6 separate regions of the Mus musculus genome follow, and regions 2, 3, 4, 5 and 6 are each linked to region 1. The links are chromatin contacts, called in public HiChIP or PLAC-seq and promoter capture Hi-C maps. All regions are on one chromosome and are shown on one strand. The core of a region is the stretch at or near the end of the contact, and the rest is flanking DNA. Distances in the headings are between cores, read along the strand shown.

The links. Promoter capture Hi-C pulls out the DNA fragments that hold promoters and counts their contacts. HiChIP or PLAC-seq counts read pairs in DNA pulled down with a chosen protein or histone mark.
Region 2: a promoter capture Hi-C map of liver shows a contact between it and region 1, with 4 times the contacts expected there. The contact joins the promoter of Ahr here to the promoter of Snx13 in region 1. A contact is called at or near these places in 2 of 39 promoter capture datasets (both in liver) and 8 of 484 Hi-C or Micro-C datasets (CD4 T cells, embryonic stem cells, liver and 1 more).
Region 3: a contact with region 1 is called in an H3K4me3 HiChIP or PLAC-seq map of pro-B cells, with 6 times the contacts expected there. The contact joins the enhancer-like site here to the promoter of Snx13 in region 1. A contact is called at or near these places in 15 of 39 promoter capture datasets (the 3T3-L1 cell line, 3T3-L1-derived adipocytes, the C10 cell line and 10 more), 1 of 15 datasets of contacts at CTCF or cohesin (large pre-B cells), 6 of 484 Hi-C or Micro-C datasets (bone marrow-derived macrophages, myocytes, nephron progenitors and 2 more), 23 of 115 datasets of contacts at active chromatin or transcription factors (the 230-238 cell line, DN3 thymocytes, acute myeloid leukemia and 16 more) and 2 of 9 other capture datasets (adipose tissue and liver).
Region 4: an H3K4me3 HiChIP or PLAC-seq map of bone marrow-derived macrophages shows a contact between it and region 1, with 4 times the contacts expected there. The contact joins the enhancer-like site here to the promoter of Snx13 in region 1. A contact is called at or near these places in 8 of 39 promoter capture datasets (the 3T3-L1 cell line, cranial neural crest, embryonic stem cells and 4 more), 4 of 484 Hi-C or Micro-C datasets (bone marrow, bone marrow-derived macrophages and nephron progenitors) and 14 of 115 datasets of contacts at active chromatin or transcription factors (the 230-238 cell line, astrocytes, bone marrow-derived macrophages and 9 more).
Region 5: a contact with region 1 is called in an H3K4me3 HiChIP or PLAC-seq map of the 230-238 cell line, with 21 read pairs. The contact joins the enhancer-like site here to the promoter of Snx13 in region 1. A contact is called at or near these places in 4 of 39 promoter capture datasets (the C10 cell line, liver and pre-B cells), 3 of 484 Hi-C or Micro-C datasets (B cells, granulocyte-monocyte progenitors and macrophages), 13 of 115 datasets of contacts at active chromatin or transcription factors (the 230-238 cell line, acute myeloid leukemia, astrocytes and 9 more) and 1 of 9 other capture datasets (liver).
Region 6: a promoter capture Hi-C map of the C10 cell line shows a contact between it and region 1, with 3 times the contacts expected there. The contact joins the enhancer-like site here to the promoter of Snx13 in region 1. A contact is called at or near these places in 5 of 39 promoter capture datasets (the C10 cell line, cranial neural crest, frontonasal cranial neural crest and 2 more), 3 of 484 Hi-C or Micro-C datasets (B cells and pre-pro-B cells), 7 of 115 datasets of contacts at active chromatin or transcription factors (the 230-238 cell line, bone marrow-derived macrophages, embryonic stem cells and 3 more) and 1 of 9 other capture datasets (liver).

Annotation. Positions count from the first base shown.
Region 1 is chr12:35,044,864-35,049,837 of GRCm38.p6, reverse strand. It overlaps Snx13 (sorting nexin 13), which reads right to left and starts at 2,649. Exons shown (of 26, transcript NM_001014973.2): 1 at 2,427-2,649. The coding sequence starts at 2,441.
Region 2 is chr12:35,533,043-35,538,016 of GRCm38.p6, reverse strand. Ahr (aryl-hydrocarbon receptor) reads left to right here and starts at 3,028. Exons shown (of 11, transcript NM_013464.4): 1 at 3,028-3,455. The coding sequence starts at 3,394.
Region 3 is chr12:34,658,023-34,662,996 of GRCm38.p6, reverse strand. The region is part of intron 3 of Hdac9 (histone deacetylase 9); the gene reads left to right. Among named protein-coding and RNA genes, the nearest start is that of Gm46347, 130 kb to the left of the region's middle. Within about 2 kb of position 2,761, at least 12 of the 459 cell types and tissues checked have an H3K27ac peak or open chromatin away from gene starts, as enhancers often do. A contact at or near this core is called in the 230-238 cell line, DN3 thymocytes and pro-B cells, where this site is marked.
Region 4 is chr12:34,680,918-34,685,891 of GRCm38.p6, reverse strand. The region is part of intron 3 of Hdac9 (histone deacetylase 9); the gene reads left to right. Among named protein-coding and RNA genes, the nearest start is that of Gm46347, 100 kb to the left of the region's middle. Within about 2 kb of position 2,056, at least 17 of the 459 cell types and tissues checked have an H3K27ac peak or open chromatin away from gene starts, as enhancers often do. A contact at or near this core is called in bone marrow-derived macrophages and embryonic limb bud, where this site is marked.
Region 5 is chr12:34,712,026-34,716,999 of GRCm38.p6, reverse strand. All of the region lies in intron 3 of Hdac9 (histone deacetylase 9), which reads left to right. Among named protein-coding and RNA genes, the nearest start is that of Gm46347, 73 kb to the left of the region's middle. Within about 2 kb of position 2,624, at least 52 of the 459 cell types and tissues checked have an H3K27ac peak or open chromatin away from gene starts, as enhancers often do. A contact at or near this core is called in the 230-238 cell line, B cells, bone marrow-derived macrophages and 5 more, where this site is marked.
Region 6 is chr12:34,774,478-34,779,451 of GRCm38.p6, reverse strand. All of the region lies in intron 3 of Hdac9 (histone deacetylase 9), which reads left to right. Gm46347 (a long non-coding RNA gene) reads left to right here. Exons shown (of 2, transcript XR_001780600.1): 2 at 418-4,974. Among named protein-coding and RNA genes, the nearest start is that of Gm46347, 11 kb to the left of the region's middle. Within about 2 kb of position 2,976, at least 4 of the 459 cell types and tissues checked have an H3K27ac peak or open chromatin away from gene starts, as enhancers often do.

The DNA of each region.
Region 1 (4,974 bases), core at 1,400-3,899:
GACAATGTCAGACTTGCATAGTGACAATCTCAGAAGTGGAAACAACAGAAAAAGGGCAGGGATGGGAGAAAGGAGGAAAAAGGAAGAAGGGGTAAGAGGAGAGGGAGGTGAGGGGCCTACATTGTGTGGGAGGTCACAACACACCACACAACTTCAAATAAGAAGGCTTAAGTGTGACTCTTACTCTGTGGTTTTTAATCAAGTTATTTTCACCTTCTCAATCTGTTTTGTCACACAGCTAATAGTGGCAATATCACCTACCCTAACTCACTGCCTTCTGACCAGGGAAATGCCTGCTAAACATGAGTAATAAAAAAAGTAAAAAAACCTTTCTTAAGCGCATCACATTAGATTTGAGACCTAACAATTCAATCACATCCCCTAAGTCCTAAGACTCACTGACTGGTGTAAGGCATCACTTGCAGACACACAAAGTCATTTGTATCTACAATATTTCAAAGTGGGAGTTGGTGGGGCTTTATAAAAAAATGACAAGCTAAAACTCTTAAGTAATGAATTCTTTTCTGTTCAACTAATGGCAATATTCAGATGAGGAAGTAAGATGTTTTAAAATTGGTCAAGAAAGCTGAAAAGCAGCTCAGCAAAATAGTTGGTCTCTGAGCTGAGTCAGGAGATGTGATTTCTAGTGTCAACTATTCCACTAATAACTGTTTGACCTTGGACAAGTCTCTGGGCTTCAGTCTGCTTATCTATAAAATGTCTACGGAAAATCGGAGATGAGATCAAAGTACAATTTAATCTGAGTCTCACTTTGGAGCGGCAGCTTGATAAAATAAATAAAATCAAGTTAGCTTGATAAAATAGCTCTACAGGCACTGCCAGCATTGGAACACTGGCTCTGCCACTAACAAGACTGATGTACACACACAGCATAAGGACAGCTTACTACAATCTCTGACCTGTTTAAAAGGCTTCACTGAAACATTAAGTCCTATAAAATGCAGATGTTTAGAATCCTCTCTGGGTATCCGAATCAAGACAGTACCCTTGTATTAGCACACTAGTTTCCTGTGAAAAGATCAAAACTCTAATAAGTTTTATCAAAAAGATATTTCATGCTAATATATTATAGACACCACTGAAAAGTTACTAATACTGATGTAAGAGCAGCTGCTCACTTAAGTATCAGAGTAAAATAAACTTGGGATGCTACTTGCTTTTTAAATCCACAACTAAGGACAATGTATAACCATAGTCTGTGACAATGTAAGTAACTTCGGAAATATGTAGAATTAGGAAACGTAAAGTGAACGTCTAACTCCTAGAAATGTGTAGTTCCTAAGTTAACAATCAACCAATAGGGGTTTCCCAGGCACGTCGTGTTTGCCAGAATCTGGGCACAGATGAAAACAGATACTAAGGTACAAGGCACTTAGTTAGACGAGTTCCCAAAACTTGGAGAACCCAGTGTGTCCTATTGTGCCATCGCTTTTCACACAGTAAAATCCACTTGTTTCCAATGTTTCCATTTCAAAATGTCCTTTTTGGCCCGTGTAGGACTGCTTCCCAGTGACCATCAACGTGGTTTAGTACCCTCACATCAGCTCCCAAAGATGTTCAAACCGGTCCCTGACATTAGGATCCTCACAGAACCTTAAGGGAGCAGCCTCTGGGATTTTATCCAATCTACAAGCGTCAGACATCCAACACCTGCAATAGACCATTCGCCCAGCTATGTCACCTCTGGTCACTAAACTAGCTGCACCGATTAAGTTCTTCCCCCTAAAGTACTGCTAGTGCAGGCAAACTCTACTTCTTCAAACGTCTGGTTTTTGCACTGGACAGTGGGCACTAAGGAAGGGGAAACTGATTGGTTCGTCGTTGCTGCCCTACTTCCATTTCAGGTCAAATGAGAAAAACTGTTCCCACAGAGAGAAGCAAGGGGGCCATCCGCGGGTCAGGAAGGTGGATGCCAAACTGAACTTTGGGATCAGGGACTGAAGGAACGTGACGGGATGTGGGGGCAGGGGAGGAGGGCGCGAGGCCAGCGAGTGTGGCTGGAGGAACCTGGCTCACTTCGCGGAGCAGCCAATGTAGGGCTCAGGCCGGCTGCCACCGCCAGGAGGTTGACCCGACCCAGCCGGGAGGGGAAGGGCCCTGCAAGCCGGGGACACCGACAAGGGCCAGCACCGGGACGCGGGGACCACGACCGCCTCGGGGCAGGCGGAGCGGACTCCAGGAAGGAGCGACAGCTCGGGCGAAGGGGAGCGGCGGCAGGAGGAGGTGGAACTCTGCCGAGTCAGCACCGCGCCCACTCGGTGGCACTTGTGGGAACCCGGCGGCTGCCAGCCCGGCCGGCCGGGCCTCGGCTCCGGTCGGGCCCAGCGCCGGGAGCGGCGTCGGTGACGGGCGGGCTGGCGCCGGCCGCTCACCCGCCTCTCAGGTAAACAGTGGGCGCCGCTTACCTCTGTTAACATCATTACACCCCGGGGGAGTGAGGTCCTCCCTAGCCTCGCCGCATGGCAATAGCCGTAGCAGCAGCGGAAACTGCCCGGGCCGCCGCCAACGGCGGCAACTGCTGCTTCAGTCCTGTCCCGGGCGGCGGCTTTACTCGGCTTCGCTGGCTTCCCCCCGGCCCGGCTGCTCGCGACGGACGCGCCGCCATCTTGGAAGAGCGACGTCCGCGTCTCCCCGCGACGTGCGCTCCCATTGGCTGGCGCGCCGGGCGCGAGCGTCTTGTGACTGTCTCCATGGCGCCGGCGCGCGCAGGGTCGGCGGCGGGGGCTGGGCCGCGCGCGACCCGGGACCTCCTCTGCGGGCTGGATCCCGGGCCACCGTGGTGGCGGGTTTGCGGGCTGGTGGCGCAGCGGAGGCTGGGTGCCGGCGGAGAAACTGGCATCTCGCGTCTCCCCGACCCTGTGGAGCCCGTAGAGTGCTCGGGACACTCGGCTGCGGTCCCCTCCGCAGCGCGGTGACCTGAAACTGCCGCCCGCGCCGCGCCTCATTCCGAAACTTCGGCCGAAACTTGCCTCTGTTGCTCCCAGCGCTCAGTAAGTCCTGTGCTGGGTGCGCGACAGGTTGTAGACGCGATCAGGGCAGATCGCCTTCACCCCGATCCTGGCAGAGTTAAGGGCTACTGCTTTGCTGATTGGCCAGAACCTGCTCAAGCCTGAAGGCTTAGTGTTTCTTTCATAGTCTTAAAAATCAAGCAGCTTTTGCCCGGTAGCTGTAGTCTCTATGGCTTTATTGGGAATTCAAAAAAAAAAAATATATATATATATATATGTTTATATATCACAGTGAACGCATTTCAGCATGTGTCTCTGTAAGTAGTTACGAATAAAATGAGACTGAACTCCGAAGTTCTGTGGCTAGAACTGCTGATACCGTGACAACTATCTCGGTCCACTTCTACAGGAATGACAGTAAAAATCACTCGCTTCTTCCTGAATTGCCCGTGAAGTAGTTTTCTTTTCATGCCTCTGCTGTTACAAACCAATTTACAGTGAAACTGAGAAGTGTTTGGGCTTGAAAAATAAAACACTTGTATCTCATTCTTACCGGGAAAAAAAAAAAAGAAGAAGAAAAAGTTTATAAAAGAAATTGTGGAAAACTAAAGCCAGTAGTTACTTCCTTTGTGATGGAATCTGCACTTAACAATGGTACTATTGTGCTAAATGTAATTTAAGGAGGTACTCATTCTCACCACAGTGAATAAAGCAAGTGCATTACAAACCCTGTGTTATCTCTATTCTGTTCTGTCCCCCAAAATAAAATTTCATTTAAGATGTCATACAGACTTTGAAGAAAAGCCCCGACTGCTCCATTCAGTGAGTTTATAGCAAAGTTGGGTTTTTTTGTTTGTTTTTTACTGGGCAACTTATATATATATAATTTTTCTGTTACTGGAACAAGTGCATTCTAACGTCTGCAATACAACCAAATATAATTGAAGCACTGGCAGATTAATCTATAAATAGGAAACAAGATTGGAAAATGCAAACTGTGTTAATACTGAGAGAAACCAAGAGAAGAGACAACAAGGAACCTGAAAGAAGATACTGTTCCATCCTGTAAATAAGAATGCAGAAGGTTCATTAATGTTTAAAATACCGACTATTGAATTAAAACTGTAATTTAGGTGGCTTCCCTGGGTATTCTGTTCCACTTTTTCCATCAATTTCCTTTTGTATAAGATGTTTTCCCTTTTTTAAAGGTGACAAACTAGGAGCCCTAGCTGAACATGCTCAGAGCCCAACATTAAATCCCCAGGACCACTTAAGTCAGGTGTAGCAACAAATGCCTGTGATCCCAGCACTTGGGCTGTGATGCCTGGAGAGTTAGAAATACAAGGTTACTGTCAGGTTAGAAATAAGTAAGCAAAGCCAGTTCAAGGCCATCCGTAGCTAAGGGAGACCCTTGTGAAAGCAGAATGGATTTGCACACAAACCTGTGCTGTGACATGGGTGTGCCTTAAGCATTCAGAACGTTGTAAGCCTGGGAACAAAGCAAGATTCCTAGTCCTTCCGATCAGATTTCCCAGCCAGAATCTTTGAGTATGACCTAAAAAAAATCCTGTGCTGATTGTCTGCCCACACACACCTCTTCCAACACCCCACACAAGTTATTTCAACTACACAGTTTGTTCTAACAACTCAGGCCCACTCCCTGCTCCTGTAATAACTGGACATCCCACTGTCCTGTGACAGTAATTAGCACAGCTAGACAGTAATAATTAGTACAATTGACTCTATTCAGAAGAATTCTTACCAGTACCAGCAAGGAACCCTGCCCTGGGCTCACATTTACTGTGTTGCCCCTCACCTACCATCTTCTCTGTTTGCTGTGTTCTCCTTCTCATAGTACTTATACTTGCTGGTTCCCTTCTTATTTTCTGTCGTCTAGTAGAGTACAGGCTTCATGAAATCAGGAATATCATGTATTCAAGCTATGCTGCCTCAATGCCCCCAAACACTGGACCAGCATGTGGCACAGAGTGGATGTTCAATGTTT
Region 2 (4,974 bases), core at 1,779-4,278, 490 kb before region 1:
CAGTGTAAATGGTCTTCTTTAGAAATTTGTTTTATTTAATTATTCATTCATTTATTTTACTTATTTATTGCCTTAAGTAAAAGGCAACTCTCAGCAGGATTATCACTTCCTGCATGTTCATCCCACAGTTCTGAGTTATTTTTCAGGGATTTATACACTGGAAACAAAACACTGATTCCCACTTTCCTGTTGTCATTTCCAAGATCATTTCTAATGTATATATTTCTAAAATGAAATTAAAATGAAATCTACCAATCACAGGGCATACACATTCTTCTATAGCTAAGGCTAAATGCTCTTTCATTTTATTTCCACTGTAAATTTTACTAGTCTACTCAGTGTAACTCATCTATCCTTTCTCCCCTAACTTACATGGCACTCAACCCCAAACTGTTGGATCACCTGGAAGACCTTATTAAAGGACTCAGTAAAGACATTCTGTGCAAGTCCCCCCATTTCAGAAAAAAAAAAAATCATACTTAGGCTAATAATATTGGTGCTTAGACTGGCTTTGAACTTGTAGACTCCTTCCTGACTCAGCACACTATGTGCCGGGATTGCAGGTGGGAACCATGAAGCCCTATAGAAGCTATGGGGGACTTTACAAAGCAAAGCCCCTCAAGAACTGCTCTCGTTGTTAGCAAGTCCACCACAGCCCTGATCTCATTTCTGCTTGGGCACTTTCTCTGCTTTTCTATAAGTATCTATTGTTACTTATCACCTTTGTCTTTTTTTTTCCTCACAAAGTCAATGACCTCTTCATCTTTTGTAAAGAAGTAGAACAACCCCACTCATCACTCCCATTAAATCAACACTACATTATTATTAATTAGTAATTAACAATGGGGCCTCGCAAAATAGTTCACACTAGTCAGTGAATCTTTGTTCTCTTTTCTCGGCCTTCCTTGTTGAAATAACGGGGCCATTTTTCACCTTCCACTCCACCGGTGGACCCAGCTCTCGGGGTGGGGGGTGGGGGGTGGGGAGTGGGGGTGGGGCTCTTGAGCTTTCCAGGTTTTAGTCCTGGCAGTTCTTTTGCAGTACCCACAGGGCATCACCACACTCTCTTTTTTGTCCAATAGCAAACAGCTTCTCGATCACAGTTCCAGTTTCTACCTCACAGGTTGCCCCATTTACCATCTTTCCTTAGATGTCCTAAATCTATTTCAAACCTAAGAAGCATGAGGCCAGCTTTATAATTTCTTTCTGGTGATTCATGCCATTGTTACCCAGCTGGAAACATAGTTGAGAAAACTATCAATTTTAACTCTTAAATTTGTTTCTAATATTAGCACACAAAGCGATGGGCTTAATGAAATGTATGAATTACCATGCTCCCATTCTGCTGGACGCCCCCCCCCCATTCCTTCCCCCACTCCTGCTGCTCTGCTTGCTCCCACAGGATCCCCTCTTCTCCTTCTGTGTCATGTGTATTCTCCTGCCCTTTCTCTTCTCACCTCCAACCCAAGAGCTCCTTTTTCCACTCTCATGATCGCTTTCCTAGTTTCAACATGTGTAAAAATCAAAATCTAGAGCATACATCTAGAGAAAACATGGTATTTGCCTTCTGTGTCTGCCATGCTTAACACGGCAGCCTCCAGTTCCACTTGTTTACCTGCAAATGCCATGATTTCAGTTTTATTCAGAGTCCCATAAAATGCCATTGTGTAGACGCACTACATTTTATTTATCCATCCATAGGTTGATGTGAATCTAGTCTGGGTCCACTTCTCACTTGTTTTGAATGAAGGGCTATCAGGTATGTGCGCAGGAGAATAGCAGGTCATCTTGTGGATCTGTTTTTAATTTGTTGAGAAACTCTATACAGAGTTCCACAGTGGCTGGACCAGTTTACAACCACCCACAGTGATGCGGGTTCTTCTTCCTCCACAGCCTGGGCACCATTTGTTGTTCTTAGTTTTCTCGCTATCCTTTTCCTTGCTGTTGTGTATCCTCTCTTCTGATCTCTTTCTCAAATCTATAAAACACATCAGACTTCATCTCTATCTCTTCATGTCCAGCATCACCTACCTGACTCCCAAAATTCACTTCTCTGCCTCTATTCTTTGGTGGTTAACAGCGACCTTCCCTCTTCCTTTATCATCTCTGCTGTCTCTTTTCTCTCATCCCCATGGCTGTGCCATTGGTCTTGCAGCTGGTCGATTTCATCAATTTCCCAGCGATTCTCTCTTCCATCTGTTTTGTTCCTGAGTAACAGAATTTCCACCTTTTCCCACAGTGACTTTCCCAAGAAAGATGGAACATCATCTTCCAAATTACGCCTTTAAAAGCTCTCTGTTGTCTGCAGAATGAGACCCAATTTCTTCATTAAATCTTTATGATTTGTTCCTAGATTATCTTTTTTTTTTTTTTTCTTTTTCCTCCCATCAGCTCTACCGTACTACTAACAGAAACTCAGGTCTCTGGTCATAGTCTCAGTACCTACCCTCCAATTTCTCATGCTCTCAGCACTCCTGTGCTTCTTTCCTTCTCATCTTCCTGAAGTCTGATGGAGGAAACGATGTTTTATTGTCTTCTGTAGACATAAAATAAATGTGGGAGGGAAAAGGATTATAAAACTCGTAGCCTTCAAGACAACTAACTTTGCAGGGCATTTTTGAAGTTTTCCCCTTAGAATGCTCTCCAGTCGCAGTTATTTATCTACCAGCTCAATGTAAAATCTTTGTCAAAAATTAGATGACTCAACTCTAGGATGAGCTAAGCTCTTTGCCTGGTAAATCTTGATGTCTGGGTTACAAGGAATTTGCCTAGGCATAATGTGGCCTCACACCCCTTTTGAGGCTGGAAAACAGGTACTGGGCGAACACCACCCCACCCCCAGAACCTCGGACTGCAAGAAGTGTTGGGAGTCACTACGTCCTGCGTCATCACGTGCTGCGAAGAGGGTGGGGCCCTCCTGGGAACCGTGAGGGGCGGGGCCGAGCAGGTGGGGCGGGGCTGGAGCCCGGGGCGGAGCTGCGCGGGGTCGCGGCTGCGGAGGAGCGGGCTCGCGGCGGGCGGCAGCGTGTGTGTGCGCTCCCTTTGACGCTCGGTGCCCCACGCGTGTCCCGGAGAGGCTCAGCCCGGAGCGACCCGGAGGACGAACTGGTGGACGGACTCGGGGGTGGCTGCCAGGCAGGGTTGTGAGCGACGCCGCGGCACAGCGCGGGAGCCGGGAAGCCCTAGAGCACTGCGGCCCCTCCTGACCCTCGGGACCGGGCGCGGCTAGCGTGCGGGTTTCTCCTCCGCGGCCAGCTCGGGCAGCCCGAGTCTCCTCTGTCGCCCGCACCTGCGCGTCGCGGTCGTCCCGCCCTCGGCGGCGGCTCACCTGGGCGCAGCGCGGGCAGGGCGCCGCCTCCGGGACGCAGGTGGAGCGGGCAGGGCGCGGGCACCATGAGCAGCGGCGCCAACATCACCTATGCCAGCCGCAAGCGGCGCAAGCCGGTGCAGAAAACGTGAGTGACGGCGGGCAGGCGCGCTCCGAGGGTGCGGGAGGTCCCCACGCGTGCCGCCATCCAGGAGCTGAGTCTCAACCAATGCGTTAAAAAAAAAAAAATCCTGCTTTCAGGCACCTGCACCTTTACTGCTCAGCGACCTTCCCTGGCTGGTTCGTTGACAGCTCTGACCTACCTAGTGCCGCTCTAGCTTAGTTAGTTAAGCTTGCCTGGAAATCCTCCACTCTAGATCTCCGCTGCCGTGAGCTTTAGGGGACACGGAGGATAAGTAGACAGCTCACTGAGGTGAGATGTTGGGCAGAGCTAAACACGTGTTGTCTTGAAGGAGGGGACCTGTGCCTTTGAAGGAATGTCTTTCTGTTCTTAGCGCCTAGCTTTCTGTTTTGCTCTCTCATTTACTTCCTAGGCAGCAGTTCTGCAGGGCTCGGTGTAGGCGCAGAATTGATAGCAGGTTGGAGTGTGCAGTGGACAGGTGCCCTGGCAGCTTGGTGGCATTCTTAGCCACTCTTTGGTGCAGTTTTCTTCCTCCTTTTGGAGTGCTTTTGGGTCTGTAAAATTTTAAATCATTAAGAAGAGGAAAAAGAACTAGACTGACTTCTAAGTTATTTCTACTCTCTACCTGTAGTTCATTTCCCCTTGCTTTTTTTTTTTTTTTTTTTTTTTTTTTTTTTTTTTTTTTGCCAATTCTGACAGAGATTACAGGCTTTGGTCTTTATTTCCATGGGCTATTTGTATGAGATGGGAGATTTTTTTTCCCCCCTCAGAAAAGAGATTCATGATTGAGACAGGGTTCCATTTAGGAGTTGTCTGTATTGATGCATTCATTCATAATTACCTTGGAGTTTCCACATCTCACCATTTGTTATTTTTTTAAAAAAATAAATTATTTTAGGAACACTTTCAGGCAATCAGTAGTGTGTGTTTTGCTTGAAACATGACAGCTATCACCAAGTGAACCAAAAAAAGAAAACAAAAACAACAAAAAAACCAACTTAAGATTTATACACTGTTTACAAATAGTTACTAGCTTAGAAGTTGGGTTATTTGTGGATTTTAATTCCCCTTAAGAATTTCAACTGTCCTAGTTCCTCAAATCTTGACTTACAAATTAATATTGAGAGGAGATGTCCATGTGTAAATAGTTTGATCAGAATTTGGAAGTTTTATGGTTGGTACACTTTAAAGGACGCAAATGTCGTTGACTCAGCAGTTTTCTACCCCGGCAGTTCTTTGGACCCTGGCTTTCAGTGCTTTAGTATTTTGTAGGACGGTTTCTTTTTGTTAAAACATGTTTGCTCAATTTGACTTTGTTCCTGGCAGTTACAGTTTCCGAGGCTTTCAAGTGCTTGTTCCCTGTTTTCATTAATAGTAATACTAACTCAGTATGAGATGAAAAATCTCAGGTATTATGTACATGGGCATAAAACTTGGAGCTCCGCTTGAGTGTCTAAGTCTAAGTAACTGATTTTCCTTATGTTATTTAAGGACATAAACTGCTTTCTATACAAAGGTCACCATC
Region 3 (4,974 bases), core at 1,512-4,011, 390 kb after region 1:
CTTTGGTCTTCCTTTTTCTTGAGCTTCATGTGGTCTGTGAATTGTATCTTGGGTATTCTGAACATCTGGGCTAATATCCAGTTATCAGTGAGTGCATACCATGTAGGCCCAAGAACTAGGGCTGATCTCTCTTTACTTCAGAACTGCTAGCTTTTTATAATTTGTCTTGGCTACTTTGTTGTGATAACATACTAGACTAACATAGGGGGAATTCATGTGAGAGTCTGTGACAAATCATAATAGGATCCCTCTTAGGAAAGTTAATTTTCTTTTTAACATCTTACCATAGGCAGGAGGGTTAAAAACAAAACCAAAAACAAACAAAACCTATAGCTCATATTTGCTCTCTGTATCATACTGACTAAATGTTTTATACTGCTTCTTTATAGAGCAAACTAAACAGAGTAATTCACCATGTTAGTGCAATGCCCCCCGCCCCCCAGGCCAGTCCCAGTTAACAGCACTACAAAGTCTTTGCTCCACCCGACAATTGCCAGAATACACAGCTGTGAGTATTTTAAACACATATTAAAAAGTTTCCAAATGAAGATGGTTTCCCCTCTCTTCCCAGAAAGGAAAGGAAAATGAGCAGTCGCCGGTCACACTTTTTGCTCGGTTGCTAAGCCATAAAATACTGAGTAAGATGCCCTGACACTATGACAATCTGAACAGGACTTTTTGAGGATGCTTAGCCAGGGGTCACTTTATAAGACTGTATAGGGATGGTCTGTCTTTAAGCGTCCTTCGGTAGACATTGACACGAAATGTAATGGAAAAGGAAGTCCAACAGCTTCCATGTGAATTGTGCTTACTCTTATTCTGCTCAAATAATCGTGGATCTAAAGCAGCCGTTCTCAACCGTTCCAATGCTGTGACCCTTTTATATAGTTCCTCATGTTGTGACCCCCAACCATAGAATTATTTTTATTGTTACTTCATAGCTATAATTTTGCTACTTATGAACCATAATGTAGCTATTTAATATGTAGGATATCTGTTATGAGGATCCTGTGAAAAAAGTTGTTTTACCCCCATTGGTTTGCAACCCACAGGCTGAAAACCACTAATCTACTCAAAGCTGATTCACTGAAAACATTTTTAAGTTAGTAATTCACAGCCTTCTCTATTTATTTTTCAAATAGGACCCTAAGTATGTGATTTTGAGACAAGTGAAGGGTTAAAAGGCCAAACATTTTGACTCTTTCTTTCTAAAATGGAACTAGGTGAGATAGGAGGATAAAAAAAAAGCCACAGGTGCACTTTACTAAGTCTCAAAATTTTCAATGAGAATCTCCTGGGTTATTTGTTAGAGCATAGCATTTCTGTGCTGGTGGATCAAAAAAAGATGACTCCTCTAGTGGTTTATGGTCTATGTATACAGCACTGCCCCTTGCTGTTTTGTTTTAGTGTGTATATGTGTACATGTGTACAACACTGCCCCTTGGTGGCTTATGTGTCCATGTGTACAATACTGATCCTTGCTTTTGTGTCTAAATATACACAGCACCACCCTTTTATTATTTATATATTCTGTTCATAGTATTGAGTCTTGATGGCTTATGTTTCAATGTACACAACACTGCTCTTTGTTGCACTGTGTGTCCACATGCACAGCATTGCCCCTTTTTGGCCCATGGTTTTTGCACAATATTGTCCCTGGTTCTTGCTGGTTTATGTATCTATGTGCTAAGTCTGTTGCTGGTGGTTTATATGTCCATGTGCACAGCACACATTTTGCTGGTATTTCTGTCCATGTACCCAATATACTGACCCTTAATTGTTTTGTAAAGATCATTTTTCTCTCTCGTAAGTCAGCCATTCACTATAAATAATGTGCGCAGCTCCCTTGGTCTTCTCTGAGACACTAGAGAACCATCATGTGTGTGAGTATGAATCTTAGAATGCAAATAAAATGCTCCCTATATAGCAGGCCTGGCTATTGTCTCTGAGCAGAAGCTATAGTATAGACACAGGATAATGCTCATTCAGTGGGTTTCCCCCTTCCTGTCACATTACCACTCTGCATTTTGCTTTTATGGCAAATTGGATTTATAAATGTCTGCAATTATAAAACATATCTTTAATTCAGTGACTTCAGGGTGATTTCTGTCTTCTCTTTTCATTTCATTGAATCTTATATCAAGTTAAAGCTGACTTGAGAAGCAGGCTTGGGCAAAGTGCAATTTTGCATAATTGGATTCTATGGGAAAGATGAATCTAGAAACCAAGTGTGCAGCACGTTCCCTGCATTCTTGTTAAGTAACCTTTAGCAGCTCTCGGTGGAAATGCCTCAGTGGTTTTTCTCCATCTTCAGCTGGGCAGCTACAGGTCTCCATCTCTATTAACCCCTGGCTTTCCTTTTGGTGTCTGTCTTTCTGAGTGTCTTGTTCTCCTCCTGCCTTTCTGCCTTATGTTAAGCTACTTTGCAACATAATAAGTTAATGGTGTTTAGAATTACTTTGGAGATAAGGAGATGACTTTTTATGCATGTGTTCAGAAATGGGTGTTTTGAGTATGTTTCATTGTGGCAGGGGTGGGGGGAGGAGGGGAGGGGCTGGGGAGGTTTCCTTCCAAAGCAAAAAAGGGAAAAATGTAAGTTTCCCAGAAGTAAAGGTCAAGAGACATGGAACAACTATTTTATTATTTGCTTTCAAAACAGAGAGAGTATGATTTATGTCAGCTAGAAGCTTATGTCATAGTTGTGCAGGTGCTGCTGTGGAGTGTGACCCCCCTCTAATCCCCATAACGACACCGGGCATTGACCACATTAGCTTTGTAGTTACCGACGACTGCCTTCCCCGGGGCCTTCTGGTTTCTAAATCCAGCCACCTGGCTAGCAGGCCAGCCAGTGCTTGATGCAAGAACATTGTTTTCTCAGTATAGCCTGAAATTCATTTTGTGTATTTTGTGTACATGGCTTTTATGTGACTGTTTATGATGATACCTCTGTGGTTCCATTGGAAGTCACCAGGCATATTGTCTTCCTCCTTCCTTTGTTAAGAGATACATCATCACAATTACTAAAAGTGATGATGGTTTATATATATATATATATATATACACACACACACACACACACACACACACATATATATATATATATGCGACATGTAGGTTCCTTCATATCTAATGAGGTCCTTGATATTTGAGGAATAAATCTATATGTTTATACAATTTATCTTCATGATCTTAAGAAGGATGTTAGTATTTTGGTAGTTTTTATGAGTCTTTTGACTGCATGCACAAAGATTTATTTAGTTTTGTTTTATATGTATGAGTGTTTTGACTATGTGTGTATAAATGCACTTTGTGATACCTGGCACCCATGGAGGTCAGAAGAGTGCGCTAGATCTTCACAACAGATGCTTCTGAGCCACCACATGGAAACTGGGAAACAAACCCCGGGTCCTCTCGAATAGCAACGACTGCTGTTAACTACAGATCCACCATTTTTGTTGTTTCTATGTCTTGGTGTTTTCTCCTAAAAGCTAATGAGATTAGATATTTTCTAATTATCACAAAATTACTTTATATTTTATTCCAATTTGCAGCATTTCCAAGGTCCATGGAGATTCTAATAATTTTGTGTGTTATGGACTATAGAGACATGATCTAAATATTAACTTCATTTAAAATATTATTAATGATATTTATAGTTTGCTAGGCAGGGTATTTACCTATTTGTTAGCATATTAAGTTAATGTAAAAAAACGCCAAGAAATAAGACTCTGAAGCTAAACTAAATTTGGATCTCGGCTCTATCACATCCCAGTTCTGTGATCCCGAATTAACCTGTTTGTGACTCATTGGCACCAAAAGCAGCTGGTGGTGACAGTATCACTGTCATAGATGTGATAATTGAATTATTATTTGTGAAGCCCTACATATATATTTGTCATCGTTTAACTTTTCCAAGCAGAGGCTCTTCATTCACAAGTTGACTTTGTCCCACAAGAACAAAACTGAGAAATCATCAGCTCTGACTTAACTTCTTTCATTTGGAACAGATACTGCGTAACCAGGAATTGACAAGCCACAGAAACCAGCCCTTGTCTGAGATGGCATGCAGGACAGAGTAGAAATGGGTTCCATAATGGAAGAAGAGGGAAGTTCAAGATAAGTTATATTTTTCTCACAATAGCTTTGGGCACCCTTCACATTTCAGTTAGGTGGTGACAACATAATTAGACAGTAAAATATCCTGTCTCTAGCTATCCTTTGTGTGCCTGCAAGTCATCTGTGAGGAGTCTCAGCTTGCAAAGGCTGCCTCTGGCTATGTGTTTAGTGTGATTTTTTCTGTAAAATATGCATGAATAAACAAGGCTTCCGACAGAAATAATTAATATTTATCACTTAGTGAAAGCTGCAGCAAATATAAATTTTCGAGATGACACAAGACAGAAGACCTAAGACAAGGCGCTGTGTGCTCAGAGCATCGGGGCTGCCGCTGATTTACAGACCTGTTTCTTTTTAAGATGTGAGAGAAAGAAGTACAAGAATCACAGTGAAGACTTTTGCCACACAGTCCCCAATCCCCTCTGTAGTTCATGGATTGTGAGTATTTGCCAAGGATTCCCCTCTGGAGGGCAGTGCAGTACTACAATTGTTGGAGCAGCCGCTATCTCAAACCTCCCAGAAATTCACTTTAAAAGATTCTTGGCTTTGTAAGATGTAAGTCGCCCCTGCCTTAAATATTCAAATGGGAACATGGTGGTCAAAGTCAAGGCTCTCACTGCATGCGTTGATGTGCTGGGTTGGAGAGGTGGACTTCAGAACACTGCTCAGGGAATGTATTAGTGTAGCTGAATGGCGAAGCTGGAAGACAGGTCTTAGCCTGCTTCGTCTAGTCGCTTTGAAATTTCAACCTCACAATCTGGGATCTGGATCTGTGTTTCAGTATTGGCTTTTCTCAAAAAGACCCATCTGCATGATTTAGGGTCTTGTAATATCTGGTCACCCCTGTAGCCAGCAAAA
Region 4 (4,974 bases), core at 807-3,306, 360 kb after region 1:
GACTGAGAGCAGACAGACACTCCTAGAGCTTGTGCCTAAGCACTGTACCTTCTAAGAGTCCTTAGGTTCAAGGTACTGGGGATCAACAGTGGGGAAGCCAAGGTCCCACCTCTCCATCTTTTGATTTTTGGCAGGGATATGAGGAGATGCCCTATTGCCAGACAATAACTGCAGTGCTTCTAGGATATCCATGTGCTAGGGAAGCCAGGTGTCTTCATTGGTTTGAGAATTGTTAACTGTACTTGGCACCTTGTAGGGAGTCAATCTTGTCAGCTATCTACAAAGCTACTAGGCATCATTTTAGGTTCCGACAGCTTTAGTTGGGTGCTGCATACTGTTGCTGCTCACAGTGTGGTTTTTCTGATCAGCAGTGTCAGCAGCATCCTGCAGTTGGTTAGCTTTGCAATGTTTCAGGCCATGTCCCAGCACAGCTGAACAATTTATAGTCTAACAAGATCCCTGGGTGAGTCCTCTGCACATTAAGCTTGAAGAGCGTTGCTGTAACATAAAATGATGAGTATGGAATAGCTCTTGGTTTTGTGGAGCTTAGAGGTCTCTAAAATCACTTTAGTGTTTACAGACATAATTGCAATTCAGTATAAAGTGGTAAATGACATGAGATCTTCTCACCGGGTCCTAAGATACAACAGCTTGTTTTAAACTCAGATTTAAAACAGTATCAAGTTCATTTTCTGACTGTTAAAGTCAACAGCTTTATAAGTTACAATAAATGTTTCTCTGTTCCTATTACCGTCAAAAGCTATAAGCTGCATTGCTTATCATGTATCAGATTGGGAGAACTAAATTTGTTCATGTACAAATGAGCCATAAATGCATGTTGAACCCACTGCCTGCATAAAAACAACAAAAGAATAAAAATATTCAAATAGCTTTAGGACCAGGAGAAGTCACACTTCAGAGAAGTCCAGGCTAAGATAAAACTGTGAACTGCAATGTTAGGTACCTAAATGTCTTTTGCTCAGAACTTTGGGAAGGAAAAACCTTATGTTTTGAATAAATAAGTAATGGTTAAAACAAAAACATGCTGTATAATTTTCCATGAACAGAACATTGACTTCAGTTGCTGTCCTTTTAATAGTATTAATTTCATCTTGTTAAGTTTACCATTACAGATTTTAAGAATTACTTCTCATGTAGTGAAAGTAACAGGCAAGTTCCACTGTGCCCAGCTTGCAATGATACTAACTAGAATTATCTATTATATTATATTTGCATATTGTATAGGGTATGCTTTCTTTACTAGTCTTTTTCATATTGAGTAACCAGAGGATATAAATATTATAAATACTAATCTTCTGGAAATGAACTCCTTATGGTAGGTAGTTATGACTTTAATTTAAGTTGAATCTGGTAACTTAAATGTTATTGCTTAGTTTATGCCAGTAACTGAGTAGTAGTCACAAGATATAATCTATAAGACAGCTAATGTGTTACTGAAAAACCCTCTGTTTCAGTAAATATTACTTCAAGCCATATACAGTTGCTTATATTTGGCATTTCCAACCATGTGGTGATTTCATTTGAGTCAGCCTAACACTCAGTACAAATTTGAATTTTTACACCAATTAGAATAATTATACCACCAAACCTGGAATGCCTACACTTCTTCTTGCAGTGCTAATTTTTATACCTGAGAAACAAGGAGAGAGCTAAAAGCAAAACCGCTTGTTTCTGAGGAAATTGTTTTTATAACATTGCAGAAATATGTAAAAAAAAACTAATTAGAATTATTAATAACCAGAAATTTTATGGTAAATTTAAAGAACCTACAATGTCAAGTTGGATAGACAATTAAAAACAAGGGTGTCCAAGTTTCTCTGAAATAATTTTCTCTTTCTTAACTAACACTAAACTTAGCAAGCTTCCTGATTGTTATTGGTAAACAACTTTCTGGTTATTTGAATCTTCTGTTGATGGTTACTCCCCCTCTCCCTGTCGCACAGTAGATAAAACAGCAGCAGCATCAGTTTACTACTTTGGGATTAGCATGTTCTGAGGTACCTTTCAGCAATTGGTAGCCAGCACATAGGAAAACTCTAAAAGTGTTTAGGAAAATATTTATTCAAGTTGTAATTATGACTAGGAGACGAGTGGACATGAGGTGTTCAGAGACCCGTACTTTGCTTTTTTAATTCATTAAAATAAAATGAAATCATAAAAATGTAAGTCATGCCCATTTTCTCTTTGAAGTTAGGTTCCTGTTGAAACCGGAGAGAACACCACAGTGTAACTTAAGCTTACTAATAGGAGAAGTGGCTGCCTGCCAGGGCCTTCCAGGGTGCCTTGGCCTTCCCTTTAATGTGTTATTAAAAAGTGCCTGTGAGGTGTTGAGGCTGGACTCACAGGTCCTGGGCCTGGAGCTTTGCAATGAAAATCCAGCACTTGGTTAGCATATTGAAATTGGAAGTCATGCAGAGCTAGGCTTCCATTATCTAAACCTGCAAGCTGTTAATATGTATGCCGTCATTCAAATGTATTGCGAGATGGGAATTTTTCCTTTCTAAGTGAGTACTTGAGATGCTCGTGGAGACTGACCCAGCGCTGCACAGGAACTTTCCAGGGGATCAGATCAGAACTGGGCCCCTCGGAGAATATGGGGTTCGGAGTCCTCCGTTATAGGATCATGTGTGTGGTGACACTGGCCTGATGCTCTGGATTTTGTAGAGCAGTACCCGTATTGAAGGGACCATAATCCTCAGGCTACAGGCGAGAATACATTTCTCATCCATAGTGCTTCCATATAGATCCTGCCTTTTAAAAACTTCTCTTTTATCCATTTTTATATGCATCCCATTGTCTATTTAGTTTGCCTATTACTAAACCATATCCTTAAGCTCCAACTTTTATTGTCATAAATGAGTTCATCTCTCAGCCTTCATCAGAGACGCTTCTGTTTTGCAATAGATTGTGATTAATACAGAGACCTACAACTGCTCAACATGCAGGGAACAAGAGACTGCTGTGTGCAGATCTAAATGGAAACTGCATCACACCCTTTCCTTTTAAGGCTTAAGTGTCATTACAAAAGAGGGTAGAAAAAATTGCAAGACCTAGAGACTGTGGACACCTGTGGAGAAATTACTTGCCGCACATGACAGTGCCATTGCGCATGTGGAATTAGTAGGTGTGACTATATCACATGACCTGTTCAAAATCAAGTCAGCTAAAATTCCAGCATGGATGGGCAGTTCTCATTAAGTCTTGCCCCTAACTGAGGAACTTTTGACAACTAATTTAGGCTGCTAGGGGAACAAGAGTCAAGTTCTTCAAGGATATGATCTGGGAGAAGCTACCCATTCTCTAGTAGATGGAATTGTATCTATGCACGCACACACACACACACGCACACACACACACACACACACACACACACACCAGTAAGTGCATTCAATGCATTTAGTATCCAAGGAGCTAAAGAGATCTGCAACCCTGTAGGTGCAACAACATTATGAACTAACCAGTACCCCGGAGCTCTTGACTCTAGTTGCATCTGTATCAAAAGATGGCCTAGTCGGCCATCACTGGGAAGAGAGGCCCATTGGACACGCAAACTTTATATGCCCCAGTACAGGGGAACGCCAGGGCCAAGAAGTGGGAATGGGTGGGTAGGGAAGTGGGGGGGGGGAGGGTATGGGGGACTTTTGGGATAGCATTCTAAATGTAATTGAGGAAAATACGTAATAATAAAAAATATTAAACAAAACAAAACAAAAAAAAACAAAGCAAATGAAGTTAGGAGGAAAATGAAATCTGGGGATGGGTCAGTTATAGAGGAGGGATTCGGAGTTGGTATCTGATGAAACTACATTATATATGTGTATGTATGTATGAAATTCTCAAACAATAAAAATGTAATTTAAAATAATGAAGAGCAAAAAACTTTTGGAATGGAAAAACATTCTCCTTACTGTCCCGCTATTATTTGAACTTTCTAGTCCGACTTTCTGTGTCCGGGCCCAGCCTTACAGGGTGCTTAAGAGGCGTGTGATCAATAAATCGATACTCTGTTCAGCTAGCTAGAATATGTTTGCATTGGAAATAGTATGTGTGTTACTTACAAGATACTTTTTGGATATTTCATTGCCTAAGATTCATTTTCTTGTGTGAAGATAATGTGAAGGCATGATACTACACCAAACATGTATAGTTTCATGTTTGGGGATGATAAGCGTTTTCAATATTATTTTCAAAAAGAATAGATAGTTTTATCTGTTTCTTATCTATCAAAAATAAAGACTTAGGTTTTGAAGACTCTTTTCAGAGATAAAACTTCTAAAGACACATGACTTGGAATATCCCTAGTTGTCCGGCTCAGTAATATCTGTCTTGTATGTTGACAGTAGGCATGTGGATTGTCTGGTGCCATGATGCCTTCTTGAATGTTGACAGTAAGCATGTGTGGATTGAGTCTGGTGGCTGGTTCTAGTTTAATCTCTGGTAAGTCTATTCTTTTACTCAAATTGGTGTTTCATTATTAAAATTAGTGGGTACATAACACATCTTGCCTGTCAAAAGGACATATAGTTTTAATATTTTGCCACACTCTCTCAGGACACTAGTCTGCAATGTGGGTTAATGGGTTGAAAGCCTGTGAATGTCAGAAAAACAAAAGAGAATTAATCTCTTAGGACCCTTTTGTAACCACCAACTTCTGGTTTTTATTTTACATTTTGTATACCTCAAGCAAAAAAGAAAGAACTATTTCCCTCAGCTCCCTCCCTTTTTCTAAAAATAATTCACTTTTGGTTTGTAACCCTATAACACATGCCAAAATTCAACCCAGAGTGAATTTTTGTAGCAAACTTAAAACCCCCAAAATAGAAACTGCTGACAGTTTCTTAAATACAGAAACACTGGCAGGTGCCTTGGTAATAAATTCACAGGCTTAGAATCCACAAAACAATAAAGTTATGCAAATTGGACTATGAAGAAAGAATAACCCTGAGACAAACA
Region 5 (4,974 bases), core at 1,375-3,874, 330 kb after region 1:
CAGATCAGTCTGAAAACAAACATTTTATAGCAAATAGAAAGATTCCTAATCTGCTGAGAAAAACATTTACCATGGTATATTAATGGCATTGTTGGTAAACAAGGTTTTACTTTCTATGTAAAGACAGGGACTTCTTTACTGCTGGGACTCATCATCTCCTGTCTCCTCAGGGGAGCTTTTGATGGCTGGCACACATGCCTTTCATCTCCTCTGCCTTCCCTGGTCTCCTTCAGTCCTGATGCTCATTCCTTTTCTCAGGCTTAAAAAGTTTGTATAGATAATGAACTTTCTAAGACAACAGCAACCGGGTAATTCCAACTAATAGTCCCATTGTCTTGTTTGAAGGTTTACTATGGGCTTGTCACTGTTTGGACAACCATAGTACTGACTCCAGTGTTTCTGATGATACTTGAGTAATCAACATATGGACTGGAGTTACAGGCATTATAAGCTGCTCCATGAGTGCTGGGAATTGAACTTGGATCCTCTAGAAGAACAGATGGAGATCTTAACAGCCGACCCATCATTCTAGCACCTGATAGTGTGTGGCTAATCCTCAATGTTATCTGGACTTCTGTTCATGTTATTTTCCCCATCTTTTATAATGTACCTATAACTCTTTGTTTTTCACTTTTTATTTTAATACTCTATTTGTTCTATATCTAATCAATGTAGGAACCTTCTAGTCTTTTCATTTTCTTACCTCTTTGCAAGAACCGGCTTCTTACCTCAATTCAAATTTACTCATTGATGGTAGTGCAGGCACCTGAAGAATTCTTCAGTGTGTAACTACTCATTCTTGGGAGCATCCTGATTTTTAAAAATTACACTATGTAGCTTGTGGTTGTATAATCCATGAGTTTCATCTTAGTTACATCAATACATTTGTTTCTAATGTAGAGCTTCTATTATTTTAAAGCTTAAAGGTGGCTCTCAGTGGGCAGCAAGGGCAGTCCTAAACTGTAACAAGGCCTTCAGTGTTCTAGACATATGTCACAGTGAAATAGTTCCTCAGTGGAAAGAGAGAATAGTGACCTATGCTATAAGATTTCAGATAGGGCTATTCCAGCATCTTAGAGTAGGGAGGAAGCTTGTCCAAAGGGCTGCAGTGTCCTGCAGAAGAGGATAGTCTGAGGAGTTGTGAGGAATTGGGGAGAAGGTGTGCCTGTGAGCGAGAGGGTCATTTTGGAAGTGTGGCGCTCCCAGGAATGTCTTCCCACCTTAATACCTGTCAGGTGTCCATGTGGGAATGGGGGTGGGGAGTGTGTGGAGCTCTAAAGCTCTTGCTTCTTATGCAGGGTCCCCTCGTAGGGCTCTCCTTGCATATCACTTACACATCAAGGAGCACGTTCCCTTAAATGTAAGTTAGAAAATGGGCTTACGGGAAATAAGGGCAATGCTCTCCATGCTCTTTGCCCTCCTTTATTTAGTTGGGTAGTGATACTGATTTGGGGGATAGTAGTAAAGGAAGGGTGCCTGTGAGCCCTTCCTTGCTCACACTGCACCAGAGTATGGAATTTAACTGGTTTTTTGTTTTGTTTTGGTTTGGTTTTTTGTTTTTGGAGACAGGGTTTCTTTCTGTAGTTCTGGCTGTCCTGGAACACACTTTGTAGACCAGGCTGGCCTCGAACTCAGAAATCCGCCTGCCTCTGCCTCCCGAGTGCTGGGATTAAAGGGGTGCGCCACCATGCCCGGCTTTTTGACCTTGTCACTTTACATGATTTCAATCTGTCAGGATGTCTTTGAGGGAATGCATTCTCAGCCAGTCTGCAGCAAGGGTTAATGAGCCTTCCAGATGATTTGCTTTGCAGACATTCTCTCTCTCTTTTTTTCTCTAATTCCATAATCCTTAGATATGGTGGGGGATGCACTTCAAAGTGAGCACTTCAGATTTACTTCAAATACCAGCCATTTAAGTAGCTCAGGAAACGGCCTGGTCCAGGGTTCTGGGGCAGCAGTGTTTTATATTTGTTGCAGTCTTTCAGAGTTGGATGGAAACATCAAAAGCATTTTGTTTCATTAAAAATCTGTCTCTTGGTCTATATTTTCTCCTCATTTCTTGTCAAGTTTGACTTCCAGGACACAGTTCATGGCTGCTCCTCCAGAGAGTGTTTAAATTTTCCTTATCCAGAGGCACACATTTTCTCCCTTGTCCTGTCTGTTAATTACTAAGCTCTAGAGGAAGAGTGGTCTGAGCCAGGGCCCCCAGTGGTGGAAGTTTCTATATCCGGTAAACTGGCTCTATTCCAGTGCAGAATAATTTATCAACAAATGAAACACCAGCCACGTCCCACACGTCCTCTGCATTAAAATCCCCCCCTTCCCACCCATACAGAGTTTCCTGGAGTATGAGCTGACATTCTCGTCCCTCCTCTTCATTTTGTTGAATCACTGGCGTCTGGCATTTATTAGGCTTCTTATTAATAGTAATAAGATGTTCATTCATTGAGTGTCTTGTGCTACAAACCAGATACAGTCCCTCCTTCTGCTTCCCGGTTTGCCGTGGCAGGGAAATTAACTGCAACACTGATTTCTTGTCTGTAGCATCAGGTACTGTTTAACCGGGAGTGGTGGGGAACTGATAAAATTAGCAAGTTGACTAACCACTTCCCTTCCTTGTGGCTCTTTAATATTATAACGGATACAGAAAAGTTCAGAAGGACGGGGCTCGCTTTCGAAACCACGGCACACTTTGGCCAAGAAGGAATGCACAACACAACGGGTGAGTTTCTTTCAAGATTTTAAGCGAGCCCTGAAAAGAGTATCGTGCCGGGTGTCTCTAAGTTTCCCTTTGCAAATAGTCTGTAATCATGTGTAGGGTGTGGGAAGATAGACCTGTACCAAGGGAAACAAAAGGGATTCTGATTAGCAGCAGTGAAAAGAACTGCGTGAGTGAAATGCAGCTCTCGGTAAGTGTTTACTGCTCCAGACTGGGGACAATTCTAGACTTGGCAAAAGCTTCTACTGGGAAGTTCATTTGTTTTCAGATCTGGGCTATCAGTCTTACCATGGGGGCCATTGTCTGCACAGCCCGATGTAACTCAGACCTAAAGCAGTTTAAGGTCTTCAGTTACCTATAGAGTTGAACTATTCTATTGCCTTCAGCATTTTGATAATGTGATAGTTTCAGGTGAATGTATAGCTCATGGCTCACAAGGCACCTATTCCCTAGCCTCCACTGTAGGGTCTGCTGTTGTTTCACATGGAACACGGTAATGTGCACCTACTTCGGAATTGGTGCGTATATTAGTTTGAAAGTGTCCATTGTAAACATTAAGCGAGAGAGACCTAAAATTCCCTACGTTGTCATACCAACTCATGAATGTCAGTTCTGTCCCAGCAGCTGGAATGATGACTGGTGGGAAGAAGGACTCAGGATCTGAGGATGGTTTCCCAGTGAGTGAAAGAGTGGGGAATGTGTCACCAGATGCTACCTTCTGGGGACCACATTCATTTCAGGCAAAGTTTTGGTTTCATTATAGATAGTCTTCTTGAGAAGTTTCTAAACTTTTCATGCCTCAGCGTCCCCACCTTAAATGAAGATAACAGTACCAGTCTCCTAAGGGAGAGTTACAGACAGCTAGGGAAAAATGCTAAGAAACAGTGTGACCCCACAAACTTAACTGTAATTTTTACAGTAAGGCTGGATTCGGTCTGTTTCTGTATACTTCACTGTTTTAAATGTGGTTTATCTTCTATCTCAATAGAAATTGAGAAATCTTGTCTTGGACCCCTAAGAATACCTTACTTTTGCCACACCCCTCTCTCCAGCTGTCCTTGGGGTTACATCTGAAAAGGAATAGTCAGAGCTCCCCTGTCCATCTTCTCTCTGAGAGGAGGGGGCATTGCAAAGATTTGTCAAAGCTCACATAGCCAGGAATAGCAGACCAGAGAGCAGTGACCCCTGCATGGGCCTTCTGATCCCTGCAAGGGGTGATGAGGCTGGGAATGGACAGTTCTGCTTTACCTGGGAGTCTGCCTCTATTTTAGCTTTGGTTTTTCTTTCCTCTGAGTAAGTATCTCCAGGCTGCCTTAGTTTTCTTTAGCTACTGCAAACTGACAAAATAACTCTTTTCATTTGTAATGACAGAGTTGAAATCCCGAGGCTGGTGACAAACTGAGAGGTGAGGGTCTTTTCTGTGCCCTTCCTTCTTTATAATACAGGCATGTATTGAGCAGTTTGGATATGGCTGACATCTGTACTGTGTGAATTTCTGGTTTAGTCTGTCCAGTGTCTGTCTATGATACTCATTGTTAATGTCTTTATATATAAGGGACAAGGGCACAGACAGATGAAGTAACCTGCCTGTGATTAGTTAGACACAGCAGATTTTTTCCCTTGTCTGTCTGATTTCACAACTTACTGAATTTTTTTTAAAAAAAAAAAGCTTGTTTCGAATATTCACAGTCAAAATGCATGCAAGGTTCCGTTCTTAGTCTTCCTGAATGAGAAAGTTTTCGGTAATCTTTTAGCATGAAGTATATGAAAAAGAGTTTTCTTCTGGCAATACTTTTTATCAGAGTGAATTTTAATAATGTGTAATTACTATCTGGAAATATGTCATAAACCCTGACAAATCCTGAGCCTGGTAGGGTAGAGGTATCATTGTAATGAAATAAATATTAGGCAAAGACAGTAAAATAGAAGTGTTCTTTTGGTAAATTAGCCATGCTTCGGTGGTAGCTTCTGTTTGGTGACATTTGTGACTCTTGAGTCTGTGCAGAGGGTGGGTGACATTCATCCAGGTTAGCCTTATTGAATATGTGGCGCTGCTGTTAAACAAATGGGAAACACTGATGCACTGCACGCTAGGAGTGGCTGGGTCATGCAGGAGGGTGCTAGAGAGAACCAGGATGAGCAGTCAGACATTTTAGAAATCTGGCATTGACTTCTCCTGCTTTTCTGTTAGATTAATCGTGCAACTACAAAAATAGAGCTAGTGTGTGAGTGAGGGGAAAGGTAATTTCACAGCT
Region 6 (4,974 bases), core at 1,727-4,226, 270 kb after region 1:
GGAGTCTGTGTGTGAAGTCAAAAGTACTCAGTTCGGAAAACTTGGATCCTCACCTGTGCAGGATCCAAGTTTTCAGACTATGGGTTGGACACTATGAGGGAGCAAATAACAGGTGAAAAGGTCTCAGAAGGAGCCAGGGCAGGTGCAGAGCTCTGAACTTAAGCTTCCTGGACTTGCAGGTAAACTGTCTCTAGCTTCACATGTAAACTTGCATAATTTAAGTCTGAGCTGATGCATCTAGGTGTATTTACTGTTTGTGTATTCTCATACAGTGCATGTGTGTTTGTATATATTTGCACACATACAGTGTGTGTGTGTGTGTGTGTGTATGTGCATATACAGATCTGTGCAGGTAGTGGCTCTCACCTTTGACCTTGTCTGAAAATAGTTTCTTTTGTTTTTCTGCCGCATATACAGGACTAGCTGGCCCACCCACTTCCAGCGTTCTGTCTCTTCTGCCCACTTTCTCCAAGGAGGCACTGGGATTACAAACAGATGGTACTGCATTCAACCTTTGCATGGTTCCTGGGGATGTCAACTCAGGTTCTCACATTTGCACGGCATGCGTGTTTATCCACTAAGCTATACCTCCCACCCACGAGTCTAGTTCCATTAAAATGGCTTTCAACGTAATGCTCTTAGAAAACACCTTATCTTTGTTTGGAGTTCCAGTGCTTGTTACTGTTAATGTAACAGGTCATGGTCCGTCACCTCACCCAGCTGCCCACTTCACTGAGGCTGAAGAGAAGCTGACAGAGCCAGCCTGGTACTCCTTGTGCCTTGTGGAAAACTGCAGTGGCTAAGATAGAACAGGGATGTTTGGGACTTATAGTGTCGAGCAAGCCCCTTGTGCAGCCTCAGTGCTGTTTGGGATGCACGGATATAGAAGTTCCTGTGTCCTCATGAGCACAGAGGATCCATCAATCACGTGGACAACACATGCCAGCTCTATTTTAGTTTTTTTGAGTGAGTACAGGGAAAATATCTCCAAGCTATGTCTGAAACTTGAAAATAAAACAAAACAAAATATGCTAGATGTCCACCTTGGTAGGAAATTAGGACGAAGTAGTTAAAATAGCTCTAAGGTAATATTTGTATCAAGTGCCACCTGAGAATATTTTGCTTGTTTGTGAATACCTTTGATGATGGTTTCTTAAGCTAATACAATTCAGGTGAAAAAAAATGACAAAAGAGGCATCCTTCAAAGGGACTGCTTAATATGAGCAAGACGGACTCATGCAACTGAGTCACTGATTGAAACCAGAAATATGTTCAAAGATGTCAAAGATAAGAGATCTATCTCTCTCCAAGCCATCAAATTACCTATGTTGTTTCTGAGAAGGGCGCCATGATAAACAGAGTAAAATAATGATGCTTTCTCTGCTCTCAGAACAATCTATTGTTACTTTAGTGTTCATAAAAGTTTGGTATGATGTGAGTGAGGCTGAGGTCATAGTCTGCATAATAGTGGTGGACTAATTGTTCAGGAAAACATAGGGAAATTGGTAAATATTAAATTGTCAAATAAGAAATACCCTAAACAAGGAATGAGGGGCTGATCAAAGAACTAGCAGCATACACAAGGTCAAGACCAACTGTGGAATTGTTGGTGCCAATGATAAATAAAACATGGGAACATGTTTAAAATGAGTCAGATGATGCTCACCGTAAGTGTTTAACAACACATTTGATTAGGAAATATCCTTCCTATGGCTATTATTGAGTTGATTAGATGGCAGACATGGGAGAGGTAGTTAGTTCCCTAAGGACATGTTTTTACAGTAAAGGTTTTGATGAATGCTGCCAACAACGTTTTTACAAAGTGTTCAGATGTGCTGTGTACTAGCCTGAGCATTTTTTTAATGTTATAATTTACTTAAGTTTCATTAAAATCCTCTGATGAATAAACAAAACAAAAACAAACAAAAAAAACTGAAGTTAAAACAAAACAAAAAACCAAACCAAGCAACAGCAACAGAAGCAGCAGCAAAAGCTGCTCTCTTAGAATTTATGAGCAAGAATCTATGACACAGGGAAGGCAAAATAACCTCTTCTGTGCCTTATACCTACCAATGTGAACGTTTGGAAAGCCCTGCCAATCCCAGAGCATGAATAGTGTTAAGATTATTAAACTAGTTTAAAAACATGTTTAAACATGTTCTTGATAGCATGTATGGGGAGGGGACCTCCCCCCCCCCCCGTCTTAGCTACTACTGTACTCCCACTGAATTTGAAAGCAAATCTACCATAGATCATCTGTACTAACCTTGTTGGTGGTGAGAAAGGGAACTATTAGTAATTTCACACTAAGGTAGCTGCTGCATCATTTAAACAAGTGAGGGCCATTTAGAACTTGGGGTGTGGTGTCCTGCACAGAGTGTGCACCCAGCCATGTGCCCTTAAAGATACCTTTGCATGTTTCACGAAACCTGTTGTTGGAGAATCTTGGTGACTTTGTTACTTCTAGAATGGCGAGGAAAGACTCCCCTAATAAATCCTGTGATCTCAGCTTCAAAATGAAGTTGTCTTAAATGCTCCACTGCATTCCTCTGATTAAGAAGCAAGATGTCTCAGTTAAGCCTTGTCCTCAAATGAAGTAATCTTCCTAAGTTTGTGTTTTCTGGTGGTTTCTTCTTTGTTCTTGTTTGACTTGGATTTTCTGTGCTGAGTTAATGGATGTTCTTCTTTTGCATTTTAAGCCACCTTAAATCTTATTTCTGAAGCAAAATGCATGCATAAGACTCTAAAACATTGATTTTTAAAAGTCTCTCCCCATCAACTTTATTTACCGGGTGCAGCAATAGGGATACTAATGTAGTTGAAGCTTTCTAACAACACAATTATTTGTTGGAGACTCTAGAGCTATGTAAGAAGCATAAGGAAAAATCCCAGGTAAACAGCAGCATATTACACAGATCTCAAGTAACAAGAAAAGTATCTCAACCCTCAGAAAAATCTTACACAATTAAGGTTAAAGTGGATGACGGTTGGAGTTCAGCTGATACTTAGGAAAGGAGACTCCACTGGGAACAAGCTCAGAGAGAGGGAACCTGCTGGCAGACAGCCCTTTGCTGGGTGACGCAGTTCTTAGAAGATGCAACATCTGCTCCTGCATTCCCTGAAGTTTCTGGCATCCCAGGAGAATTAGGAGCCAGTCTAGTTTATGGAGCTTGTGCTTTGTGCCTCCCTGCCCAAGTCATCTCAGAGATACAAATTGGATTTTTTTTTTCTTAAAGCCAGTCAGGCGTGGTTCAGTGTGCAGGATTATCCACTCTATGTTCACTGGGTGATAGATGAAAGGCCACTGAGTACCTCTAACCCCCGGGTTCTGGTCACATTTAAGCTAGTGTTTATAACCAACTGAAATCCAGATAGATCCAGGGGCTTGATCGACTGCAAAGGCATTTAGAAGTTCTTTAAGGTGAAAAACTGCCTTTTGTTATTAGGAATAAAAGGGTTTTCATTTGTAGAGCTCACAAATACAAAGTAGGAGTAAACGGTGACTGAAATGGGAGAGTAAGACTAGCTCTTACTCCTGGGAGGATACATAGTCAGAGCCTTCTGTATGAGAGTTAAGGGACAGGGGTCAAGAGATGTACATGGAGGAGGAAACATATACATTGATGTTTTAAGCACTTTAGCACTGGCAAGGTATCTCTTACTGGGGATTTGCTAATCCAACTCCTATTTGTATATATCCACTGGAGTGCTAGTTCATCTTAGCGTAACATATTGTTTTGAATATAAAATGTGATGGCCCACTGTTTTAAGTTGACAGAATCATAGGAAATTGTACCTGAACATATGAAGGGACGTATTCTTGAGACGTAGGTTAGATTTATGTAGAAGCAAAACAAAAAGCAGTGCATTTCCACCGAAGGTGAAGTGATTGATAGGCCCCGGAAGTGGAGTGAGTGATTGGTGCTGGAGGCAAAGTCATTGGCACTGAAGGCGAAGTGGTCCCTGCTGTATGCTGATCAGGATTATTGGATGTGACATCCGAGCAAATACGAATGAGGCTTAGTGTTCATTTCCATGTTTAAATCACTTGTAATTTCCTAGGTAGAATCTTGCACTTCAGTGTCTGTCCTAGTTGGGGTGGTTTTCTTTCATCTAACATAAGCTGAGTGCTTACTGTGCAGCTGTGTGATTCAAATCCCCAAACTCTCAGTGCTCCAATATAGTCAGAAGCTGGGGAAACGAAGCCTCTCTCCGTAGTTTGTTTCTCCTCTTGTTACTCCAGTTACTACCTCTCCCCAAGAAAGAATTTTTATCGCCACCCCAAGCTTCCACATCTTACAAAATCCTAGACTTCTTCCTGTTACCTTGGTGGCGGAGCTGGATGTATCCTGGCTAGGGCTAATGATTTCCTCCCATGTGTTTGCTTGAGCAATTCAAACTTTTCCCTTATCCCAGTTCTTTCTATTCATGCTTTCATTCCCCACTAGACTGTGAGGTCCCCAGAGGCATGGATTCTAATTAATCCTTGTATCTCTCTTCCTCCTGTTGTTCGCAAAATCCTTTCTTTCCTTCTTTCTTTCTTTCTTTGTTTCTTTCTTTCTTTGTTTCTTTCTTTCTTTCTTTCTTTCTTTCTTTCTTTCTTTCTTTCGTTCTTTCTTTCGTTCTTTCTTTCATTTTTTTCTTTTTTTTTGTTTGTAGAAATGACATATGTCATTGACTCAGTTGGCTCCAGACCAGAGTTTAGCTACTGTTTGCATTAGTCTTCTTATTTTTACATAGTGAGAAATCTAATGCTTACAAAAAAACAAAAAACAAAAAACAAAAACAAACAAAAAAACCCTTCATGTCCCCTATACCTGCAAACATAATTCTCAAAAGCATATTTATCATAATAGTTATGTATTCTAAACTCATTTGTTTTAGATACATATGAGCTAAAGTAAAGGAATAAGCTATCTTAGAAGTATAAATTTTGAAAGCTTGATTTTCTAGAGACTTTTATTCTGAGAGGGG